Linked DNA regions of Mus musculus: region 1 is linked to region 2. The links are chromatin contacts, called in public HiChIP or PLAC-seq maps. All regions are on one chromosome and are shown on one strand. The core of a region is the stretch at or near the end of the contact, and the rest is flanking DNA. Distances in the headings are between cores, read along the strand shown.

The links. HiChIP or PLAC-seq counts read pairs in DNA pulled down with a chosen protein or histone mark.
Region 1: an H3K27ac HiChIP or PLAC-seq map of heart atrium shows a contact between it and region 2, with 8 times the contacts expected there. The contact joins two enhancer-like sites. A contact is called at or near these places in 8 of 39 promoter capture datasets (3T3-L1-derived adipocytes, the C10 cell line, the HPC-7 cell line and 4 more), 1 of 15 datasets of contacts at CTCF or cohesin (the NIH/3T3 cell line), 1 of 484 Hi-C or Micro-C datasets (brown adipocytes), 14 of 115 datasets of contacts at active chromatin or transcription factors (the NIH/3T3 cell line, craniofacial prominence, embryonic basal ganglia and 11 more) and 2 of 9 other capture datasets (embryonic stem cells and pancreatic islet).

What each region holds. Positions count from the first base shown.
Region 1 is chr5:75,140,599-75,145,554 of GRCm38.p6, reverse strand. All of the region lies in intron 3 of Gm19583 (predicted gene, 19583), which reads right to left. It also overlaps the pseudogene Olfr1401-ps1. Among named protein-coding and RNA genes, the nearest start is that of Pdgfra, 9.2 kb to the left of the region's middle. Within about 2 kb of position 2,169, at least 41 of the 459 cell types and tissues checked have an H3K27ac peak or open chromatin away from gene starts, as enhancers often do. A contact at or near this core is called in the NIH/3T3 cell line and heart atrium, where this site is marked.
Region 2 is chr5:74,748,832-74,754,418 of GRCm38.p6, reverse strand. No RefSeq gene overlaps it. Among named protein-coding and RNA genes, the nearest start is that of Lnx1, 49 kb to the right of the region's middle. Within about 2 kb of position 3,713, at least 14 of the 459 cell types and tissues checked have an H3K27ac peak or open chromatin away from gene starts, as enhancers often do. A contact at or near this core is called in the NIH/3T3 cell line and heart atrium, where this site is marked.

The DNA.
Region 1 (4,956 bases), core at 920-3,419, 390 kb before region 2:
CAGTTTTACAGCTTTGAGATCATGCTTGCTGGCCCTCTGCTGGTCCACACTGTCTTTCTTTTCTCTGTTCTGGTTCCCTTGTGGTTGTTTAAGTGGGAGGAGTTGTTTGCTGGTTTGACTTCTCTTTTCTCTTCTTTTCTTTTCCCTTTCCTTTCCTTTCCTTTCCTTTCCTTTCCTTTCCTTTCCTTTCCTTTCCTTTCCTTTCCTTTCCTCTCCTCTCCTCTCCTCTCCTCTCCTCTCCTCTCCTCTCCTCTCCTCTCCTCTCCTCTCCTCTCCTCTCCTCTCCTCTCCTTTTCTTTTCTTTTCTTTTCTTTTCCTTCCTTGGACAGGGGCTTAGTAGTACACCAGACTGACCTCCAACTTCTGATTTCAGTGACCTCCTAAGGCCAGAGATCACCAGGCACACACCATTGTGCCGATGCATCTTTATCTTTGGAAAGTAAGTAAGCAGAAGAGATAACATAATGTCCATAATCTCTCTCTCTCTCTCTCTCTCTCTCTCTCTCTCTCTCTCTCTCTCTCTCTCTCTTTCTCTCTCTCTCTCTCTCTCTCTCCTGCTGCTGCTGCTTTGGTTCCTTAGCTCAAGCAGCCTTCTTTAGACTCCTAAGTAGAGCTGTGAGTCTACAGGCATGTAACAGGATCAAAAAGCAGTTCCAGTTTGCTTGTTGTTTATGAGGTGCTGGGTTCTAACCCAGAGTCTCTGCACGCTTAATAAGGGCTCTGCCAGCCTCAGAGTCACACCGTCAGTCAGCTTTACAGGCACAACCATCCTTCTCTGTCTTCACAGACAGCCAGACAGCCGCAGTCTTTTCTAACAGCCGCTCTAGAACCTCAAGGCATTTACTTTCTTTGAAAGGGTAGTGGGAGCTGGAGAGATGCAAAGAGCTCGCTCCTTTCTGTGGGTGCACAGCTCAGCCTTCTGAGTGGCTGCCTCTGAGTCTTCAAGCACCTGCCTTTCTGTGCCACTTAGTATAAGAATGGAAATCACCCTTGCCTTTGGCCTGCCTCCTCCAGCATCTACCCCAAGGGGCTGTTGAAGTTGGCAAATGCTTATTTAACACCTCCTGGGTGAGAACTGTGATAGACTCAATGATGCTGTCATGGACAGACAGCTGCCATACCGAGGCTTAGCTTTGGGCTGGGGAGACAGACAGAAAACAAACTAGGCCCTAACTAAACAGCAGGTGTGAACAGCACTATGAGGCCACCAGGTGCTTGAAGCCACCATGGGCAACCAGAGTTACAAAATTTTCCTTGAAGGTGATAGCTAGAGCTCTGAGCAATCCCGGGGCTAGGTGCTGCTTTCGAGGTAGGGGTAAACTCGATGGTAGGGTGTTTACCCAGCATGCTCAAAGCTCCAACATCGTGAGCTCTACACACATTCTCTCTCTCTCTCTCTCTCTCTCTCTCTCTCTCTCTCTCTCTCTCTCTCTCTTTGTGTGTGTGTGTGTGAGAGAGAGAGAGAGAGAGAGCTACATTTGCTCTTGTTCTTAAGTCATTCATAGCTTGTAGGTTACATGGGTGTGCCTGTTTATGGTAGTGTGGAGACAGCGCTGTAATCTCCGTCCTGAAAAAGGATTGCAGCGCCCCCAAAGGACTGTGATGTTATGATATTGAACACACTCCTCTAAGAAGCTGACATTGTTCAAGAGATAACCCCCACACGCACCTCCAGGTTGGCTGCTATCTTGGAATCTGAACAAAACTGAGACTTTAAACCGGTGGCTCCCTCAAATCTGAGGCTTTACCGTCATCACGGGGAGTGGCACTATCTCACCAGATAACAGGCCTGCATGCTGTTGTTCTTCTTCGCGAGCTAATCTTTCACAGACTGACAATGAGAGAGGGACTGCCTCTGATTCGAGCATCGTTTCAATTATCCACTAAGGACTTACAGCTTATTGGGTTTGCACACCACAAAATAAGACACCGAAGACCTTTCAAAGACCCCACAAGATGTGTCAGGTCTCTTATTGTGTGTGTTTAGTTAATTGCTTTACTGTGTTGTAAGCGTAGTTATGAACTGAATTCACTATGCAACAGATGGCTAAAAGGTTATAGCGATTTAGCCATGGGGGGGGGGGGGGGCGGGAACAACCTTGGTTGAGTGACAAGTTCTGAGGTTTTAGACCACTAGAGGGCACAAGAGGCCAGGTCAGAATCTAAATTCACCCTAACGCGTTCACAACCCGTTGCTTGAAACCAATCTTCCAGAGAGAATTTAGTCACATCTACCCACCCGTGCCTAAGCCTCGCTCCTAGCAGACCGTCCAGTTCGATGTTAGCCCTCAGCAAACCTGAGGTTACACCTCAAGGTGAAACTGTTTGGAGTCATCCTCCGTACGCTAAGGAAAGTTGGTGAGATCTCAGTGCTGGATGAGAGAGCGATGAGAACTTCCAGCCCTCCCTCTGCTAGGCTCTGCCGCAGCCTTGGCTATGAAACCACCCGAAGTCGTGGGAGCTTCACTCGGTCCATGATGCTAAGAAAAACTACCTATGGTGTCATCTTTTCCAGAGTGGGGCTCCTCAAGGAAGGAACACTTGAGCAAAATTCCAGATTCTGGAGCTGGGTGGAAGGCAGTAATCATACACTTCCTTCTAGAGTGGCTGCTGCGAGATAGCCCAGCCAGCAAAGGGGCTTGCTATATCAATCAAGTCTATGACTTGGACAGAACCAACAAGTTGCCCTCGAACTTCCAGAAACTATTATTGTAGTAGCTTGCATGCACCACCCTCACTCACAAAAATAAACAAACAAACAAACAAAAACCACACAAAACAATAAAAAAAAAAAAAAAAAAAACAATGTTAAGGGCTGAGCATGGTGGCATGTGTCTTAAATCCTAGCCCCAAGGATGCAAAGACAGATAGATCTCTGTAAGTTTGAGGCCAGACTGGTCTACATAGAGAGTTCCAGGTCAGCCAAAAAAGATAGAGACCTGACTAAAATGAACAGACAAACAAATACTTTAGACCAAAATAAGGGCTGGAGAGATGGTCCAGCAGTTAGAAGCACTGACTGCTCTTCTGAAGGTCCTGAGTTCAAATCCCAGCAACCACATAGTGGCTCACAATCACCCGTAATGAGATCTGACACCCTCTTCTGGTGTGTCTGAAGACACTACAGTATACATAGATATTGTAAAAAAAAAAAAAACACACCTAGAATCATTAGCAAAGATAATATCTTATCGAATTCTTCCCCATGATGGCTCTATGGAAAATTGATATTAATATTATCATGAGTTTGTCACTTAGAAGCAAAAAGGTCAATTCACGGTACCATACAACCACTTTACCAACTAAGATACATCCCAGGCCAAGATTGACGTCTTGCTAGGTGATCATAATACCAGACACTGGTCACACTCAAAAGACTCAAATGTCCAAATGTGACAATTCGGGACTACGTTGTATTTGGGTCAATGTTAACCATGACTGTGATGGCTACAGGCTGTACCCTTGGCCCTCACACTAATCCATTTCCCCTTTTTTTTTTTTTTTTTTTTTTTTTTTTGCTTCCTGAACTAACAAATGTTCTTCCAACCACTCAGGAGTTTGGAGAATCTGAGTACTTATAACTAATATTTTGTTCAGGTGAATATTTTTAAATATGAAAAGATCTAATCTTTTATGGTAGAGCTTAGTACCTGTATAATTGCTACTCAATCTGCATACATTGAAGCTCAAGTAAAAATTCAGTAAATCAGAAATATGCTTGAAAAATTCAGGGAGCATCAAACATGTTGAAAATATAAATAGTTACATTTTATACAATGATACATGGATGTCACTAATCATAACAACTGAACCTTCACACGATTACATACGTTTTATAATGATTAACGTCTTAAAGATCTACTTATAGAGTAATGTGACTGTAGATTTTTGAGAGAAAATCCATGCAATAAATTATTCTCTTTTTTACAGATAATTAAGAATGCATCCACCTAGTTTTGAAAATATCATTTAAATTTTACATAAGAAAAAAGAAGAATGGATAGGGGAAACTGCTCCTCTGTGGATAAATTCATTTTCTTAGGGATTACTAATAACCCTGTCAAAAAAGTGGCCCTGTTCACCACATTTCTAGTTGTTTACCTCATTACTCTTCTTGCGAATCTTGGAATTATCATTTTAATTAGAATGGACACTCAGCTCCACACACCCATGTACTTTTTTCTCAGCAATCTCTCTTTCTGTGACTTTTTTTTTTCTTTCCATTTTTTATTAGGTATTTAGCTCATTTACATTTCCAATGCTATACCAAAAGTCCCCCATACCCACCCACTCCCCCTTTTTGGCCCTGGCGTTCCCCTGTACTGGGGCATATAAAGTTTGTGTGTCCAATGGGCCTCTCTTTCCAGTGATGGCCGACTAGGCCATCTTTTGATACATATGCAGCTAGAGTCAAGAGCTCCGGGGTGTTTTGTTCCCACTTCTAAGGAGGGGCATAGTGTCCACACTTCAGTCTTCATTTTTCTTGAGTTTCATGTGTTTAGGAAATTGTATCTTATATCTTGGGTATCCTAGGTTTTGGGCTATCTGCGCACCTTCCCTGTAAGAGAGCTTGCCAGCAGAGAGTGCTCTGAGCACTGAAACTCAGAGGAGAGAATCTGTCTCCATTTCCCCTTAAATGCTATGCAAAGGCAAGTTTTCACTGGTAAGAATGCATAAGAGTATATTGGAGATTTATTCCCACTCTCTGTGAGATAGAGAGTTGCATGCATGAAACATAATTAATGACTAAAATAACTCTGTCTAAGGCTCCTGTAGTCTGGGGTGGGGGTGGGGAGGTAAAATGACTCGGAGGCTATAGGTGCCTGTCCAGCAAGCCTCGAAACGCTGGCTCAGTCCCTGAAATCCAAGGAAAGGTAAGGAAAGAACCAACCCCATAAAGACGTCCTCTTACCACACGTTCGGAGGCCTGCTCATGTGCACACACACACATTAAAT
Region 2 (5,587 bases), core at 2,464-4,963:
ATAGCACCAAGAAAGGAACAAGACCCCCAGCTCCAGAGACAGGATGCGGAGCTCTGCTCTGACCCAGGTGACTCAAGATGAAACTGTTCCATTAAATTCCTCAGAGAGTTTGACCAAGTTTCCCCAAAACATCTAGGACCTGGGAGACACTAGTTTTCTCAGCTAAGGCCAACAATGACTTCCATCTTTATGATTCCAGTATGATATTTATTTGACAAGCAAGTTATACATGGGTATATCCGAAGTTGGCTATGAAAGGAACACTTTCAGCAGGGCCTGCTGGCCCACATCTGCCACCCAGCACGTGGTTGGCTGAGGCAGGATAAGCTCCAGTTTGTGGCCAGCGTGGAGTACATAGTGAGCTGTAGGCCTGAGCTACATGATGGGAATCTGACTCAATAAAAATAAACAAAGACAGACAGACAGACAAGGAAAATAAATGGTGTAAAGTATACTACCAGTCCATGACCCTTGAAGAGGAGGTTCTGGTGGGAACGTAATGAAGAGCCAACCAGGAGCCTTAGGTGGTTCGCTGGCTTTCTGAAGAGGCAAGTGGATAGTGAGTGATTCATGGACCATGAGACCCACAATTGCCTGACTAAGCCACCCACCAAAGAGTGATGGGGGTGGGGGATGGAAGCAAAGGAACAACATGTCTCAGCTGGCCTGGCATCCCTGTACCAGTGTAGCTTGCCTAAACCAGGACACTTAGAGGCTGCACAAGGGGCTGGTGTGATGGCCACACCTTTGATCCCAGTACTCAAGAGATAGACCAGCCTGGTCTACAAAGCAAGCTTTGGGACAGTTGGGGCTGTTGCAAAAAAAGAAACTCTGCCTTGAAGAAAGAGAGGAGAGAGAGGAGAGGCACTACACAAGCACCTTCAGTGCCTGCCAGGCCTCAGCATAAGACCTGAGAGGCAGAGGGAAGGAGAACCTTACTTTTCTAGACAGCATCCTAGCCCCAGATTGGTCAACGACTCCTGATGGCACCAGGCACTTCTCCCATTATTTCTCCTTTCCCAAGGAACAGCCCAGGAGTCTAAGGAAAGCCAAGGAGAGCGGTTCCATACTACTTACCCAGTCCTTTTCCAGTAGACAGGAAGTCTCTTCCAAATATGGACAGGAAGTTGTTTCCTGGTTCTGCCTCAATGCAAATAAATAAAATCCCTGTGTGAATAAATAATCTAGTTGGTGTCCCAGCATTGTCTAACACATGCTAACCAGGATTCCAGAGGAGACTATGAGGGTGTGGCGGGGTGGGTGAGTCACCATAGTTTTGCAAATTCATATAAAACCGAAAACAGATGAACTCCCAGCTTAGGGTTTTTTAGTTCTGAGTGACTCAAGGCAAATATGTTGGTTATTAGAATTTGGAACACACACACCCACCCCTTAAGTTGATGTTCTAAAGTTAAATGGTGCTTGCTTTCCCAAAGCTAGTCACTGAACATTTTTATAGCAGTACAATATTCTCTCTTGACTGTTGGCTTCATGAGGAATGAATTACAAAATCTAACATGGGAAGTCAGAAATGGATTCAACTGACACTTCCGGAGCTCTGCCTGACCCTTCCCTGGCCAGGACACAACTGTTTGAGAAGAATGGACGCTTGGGAGAGAGGGGAGGGTATAGATTCTAAGGCCACAGGTGCTTGCTCACTGCCTGGTCTGCCTGGGAAGTCAGTGCCTGAGTCTGAGTGAGGACATCAAATTCCCCTCTGTAGATATTTAAGAAACTCAGGCTGACAAGATAGCTTAGCAAGGACCTTTGTCCTTCAAGCCTGACAGGTACAGACACTGGAGACCTCACAGAGGCGATAGAAAACCAAGTCTACAAGGTAGTCCTCTGAATGCCACAATCACGCTGTGGAGCGAGTGCCCACCCAACAAAATAATCCCCCGCTCATAATACCAAGAACGAGTTCAATTTAAAAATTAAAAGAAAGTCAGTTTTCTTAAATGCCCCAAATTAAGAGGAAATAGTGTGTGTGTGTGTGTTTTTTTTTTTTTTCATATTCACATGGCTCTTTACTGGATTAAAATTTCAGGCCTTGTTACGTACCCAGACTCAATAAAATCTGCTCCTGCCTTCATGAAAGAAACCTAGCTGTGGGTAGAAACATGGATGTGGAAAGGTAAACTATAAATATATTAGGCAAATGGATACAGAATGCAATAGGCTGGTAGATTGCTCAATCATGGGCATAAGGACCTGAGTTTCATCACCAGGACTGCCACAAAAACTCTGAGCTTAGTACTACACTCCTGTAATGCCAGTTCTGGGAAGGTGAAGATGGGTCAGATTTTGGCACTCCTTGGCCAGCCAGTGTAGCCTAATTGTGAACTCCAGGCCAGTGAGATGTTCTATCTCAAAAACAAAGAAAACCAAGATGGTTGGTACCCAAGCTACAGCATCTGAAGATGATCTCTGGCTTCTGTTATCATGAAACACACACACACACACACACACACACACACACACACACAAGAGTACCTGTGTGTGCACACAAAGAATATACACAGCCAAAGTACATTAAATATAATATTAAATGTTTCTAAGCTCAGATTTCATTTGCGCTGAGATCTGAAAGATGAGAGAGAGAGGCAGGAACAGAGAGTTTGTATGTGAAGGAGGAAAGGCCAGAACAGAGCACCCTGTAAGAGCAGAAGCTGGGCGGTGAAGAGCGCTGGGGGCATCCAAGGATCTGCCAGCAAGCTAATGCATCCTTCGGAAAAGCCAAAGATGTGAGCCATCCCGACATGCCAAACCCTCAGGGCCAAGTGAGAGGTCTCATAACTCACCCCGAGGCTTAACAGACAGGCCCACGGCATGTTCTGAATATTACATTTTAGAAAGTCTGTCTTTTGGAATTGGGAGTGTAGATGCAGGAGCAAAACGGGGAGCAAGAAGTCCCCGTCAGTAGACTAGGTACAGAACTTCAGCGTAGCCTGGAGATGCTATTTTCCTTAGAGATGGCACAATAAAAGTGGGGATGGGAGGAGGAAGCTGAGGAAGGTTGGCTTCCAGGATGGAACGTGAACTGGATGGAAGAGCCGCAGGCTGAGGGGGAGTGCAGGAAGAAGGTTAAAAAACAGAGTTGGCTTTGAGGGTTAGATTCAAGGTGGCTGTGAGACATGAGAACAGTTCAAAGTCAGCAAGGAGTCCCAGCCTCTCAGAGACTCAAAGATGGGAGATATTGCTGTACAGACAGTATGGAAGCCACTGGAGACTTGGACTCTCCACTGCCTCTCCCATTTGCACTGAGTGGGTAAACCAAGACAGATTAGATTCGGCAGAGATGGTGAAAGGCATTATTAGCTCATGGCCTTTAAAGAAACTATTTTCTACCTCCTTTTACAGTCGGAACATTTTTTGAGTAGGAAAACAGCCTGAGAAAAGGCTGAGTCAGGTTCCAGCTTCATCACGCTTAGAAGGCAGAAATGATTTCATATGATTTTCCATTGCCCAGCCTTAAGGCCCCTCCCTCAACATGCACCAAATATAAGATTCTCCCATGTGTCACTGGGCACATTACTTTGCTGAGACTGTCAAGAGTGCACCACTTCTCCTATGGTGAAGAACTGCTTGCTTTCCTGTAACCATTAGGATTTGGGTTACATCTGGACATCTCTGCAGAGTTGGAGCGTGTCACTAGCTGGAAAGTTGTCTGCTAATGGAAAGGGCAGTTCTGAGCCATGGTGTTTGAGCAAACTTGGGCCTCATGCGGTCGACGCCAAGCATGAGTAATGCTGGCCTTGGGAAGGGTGCATTTGTAAGGCTAAATTAACATGTCCTGTTTCTCATCCATGGCTTCTCTCTGTTTCCACTTGAAAGCAGTCAGCTGCTTTGATTACATGACCATGCAAGAAAGCTTGTTTTGGTGTGCGTGTGTGTATGTGTGTTTGTGTGTATGTGTGTATGTGTGTGTGTATGTATGTTTGTGTTTGTTGTTAATCCCAGAGTGGACTCAACTCTTGGAACCAACTCAGTGAGAGGAAAGAGAGGGAAAACCATTTCTCTTACCTTTCCGGGGAAACTCCAAAGCTTCCGATAAGTCCTCAAATCTCTTAGCGTTTTTCTCCTGGCAGAGGAAAGTTGGGGAGCAGATGAGGACCTTGAAAGCCTCTTTGGCAATGTCAGCTCTTTCCTTCCCAATAAGTTGGTTTTATCATTTCAGCCAGTGAGGTTGACTGGACCCGATACTACAGCGAACTGTAAACCATTAAACTGGGCTAGAAAGGCACAGTGACATCTAATCTAAGTGTCAGCCTCTTTCCAACTACTCTCTCCATCACAGCACATCCAGTAAATCTCGGTGAGAACAAAAGGCTGAGCAGCCTCCAGGTTAGAGCCTGGTGCGTCTTCAGAGGAAATGCCACCGGTTCCATCCACAGAATCCAAGGTGACAGGAGGAGCAACTGCCCAGATGTCTCGAGTCTCATCTTTATGCAGACAGTTTGGATCTTGCAGGAAGACATTATTACTGGCTGGCTTACATCTCTTTCACCAGCAGCCAGATAGCCTGGATAAGGACCATGGCATAGAGGGGCTCACAACTGGAAGCAAAGACGAGGACACAGAAAAAGTAAAGATTTGACCTTGGACTAAGAATACACATGCTGATTTTCCTTCTCAAAACAGGAAATTAGTGTCAAGCATTCCATGGGCTATGCACTGAAAGAAGCTGCTAACAAACAGGTTCCCCTAGTCAAAAAGACAAAGTAGCCATTGACCATAGCTTTCTGGTTTGGAAACAAGAGTTGCAGCAGACAGTAGTGACACCTGGGAACAAGGAGAGAGTACATAGAGGTTATTATGCGCCATAGCTTTTAGCACTCTGATTGGCAGTGGGACCTGAAAGAGCAGTCCTAAAAATGACACGGACTCACGTCTCATGCAGTAGCCAACTTTATTCAGAACAGCAGACAATTTACACACTGAGGGTTAGAAGGAGTCACACGAGTGAAGTGTCCAATCACAAGGGCAAGCCATATGTGTCACACAAGCCTCACGTGGCAAAAACTTGTACAGAAGCATATAAAAAAAAGAAACCAAACAATTGCCTGTTGTAATGAATAATCTGAAGTAAAGTCACTTATCCACTACACCTGGGAGGAGCATGAAAATACAAGAACATTAGGGTTTCCATTGTTGAGAAGAGACACCATGACCAAGACAACTTTTATAAGGGACAACATTTAATTAGGGCCAGCTTACAGGTTCAGAGGTTCAGTCCATTATCACATGGCAGGACGCAGGGCAGCATCCAGGCAGACACAGTGCTGAAGAAGGAGCCAAGAATTCTACATCTTGATCCCCAGGCAGTCAGGAGAAGATTGTCTTATGGGGCGACTAGAAGGAGAGTCTTTCCACACTGGGTAGAACTTCAAGCCCCACCCCCAAGGTGATGCACTTCCTCCAACAAGGCCATACCTCCTACTAGTGCCACTTCCCAAGGGCCAGGCATATTCAAACCACAAATCTCTGAAGAAATTGAGGTCACAAGACTCTCGTCTTGTTTTCTCACAAATTCTCCCCTCACGGTTCTATTCATGGACTGTAGTATGCCACCACTGAGGCCTAGAGC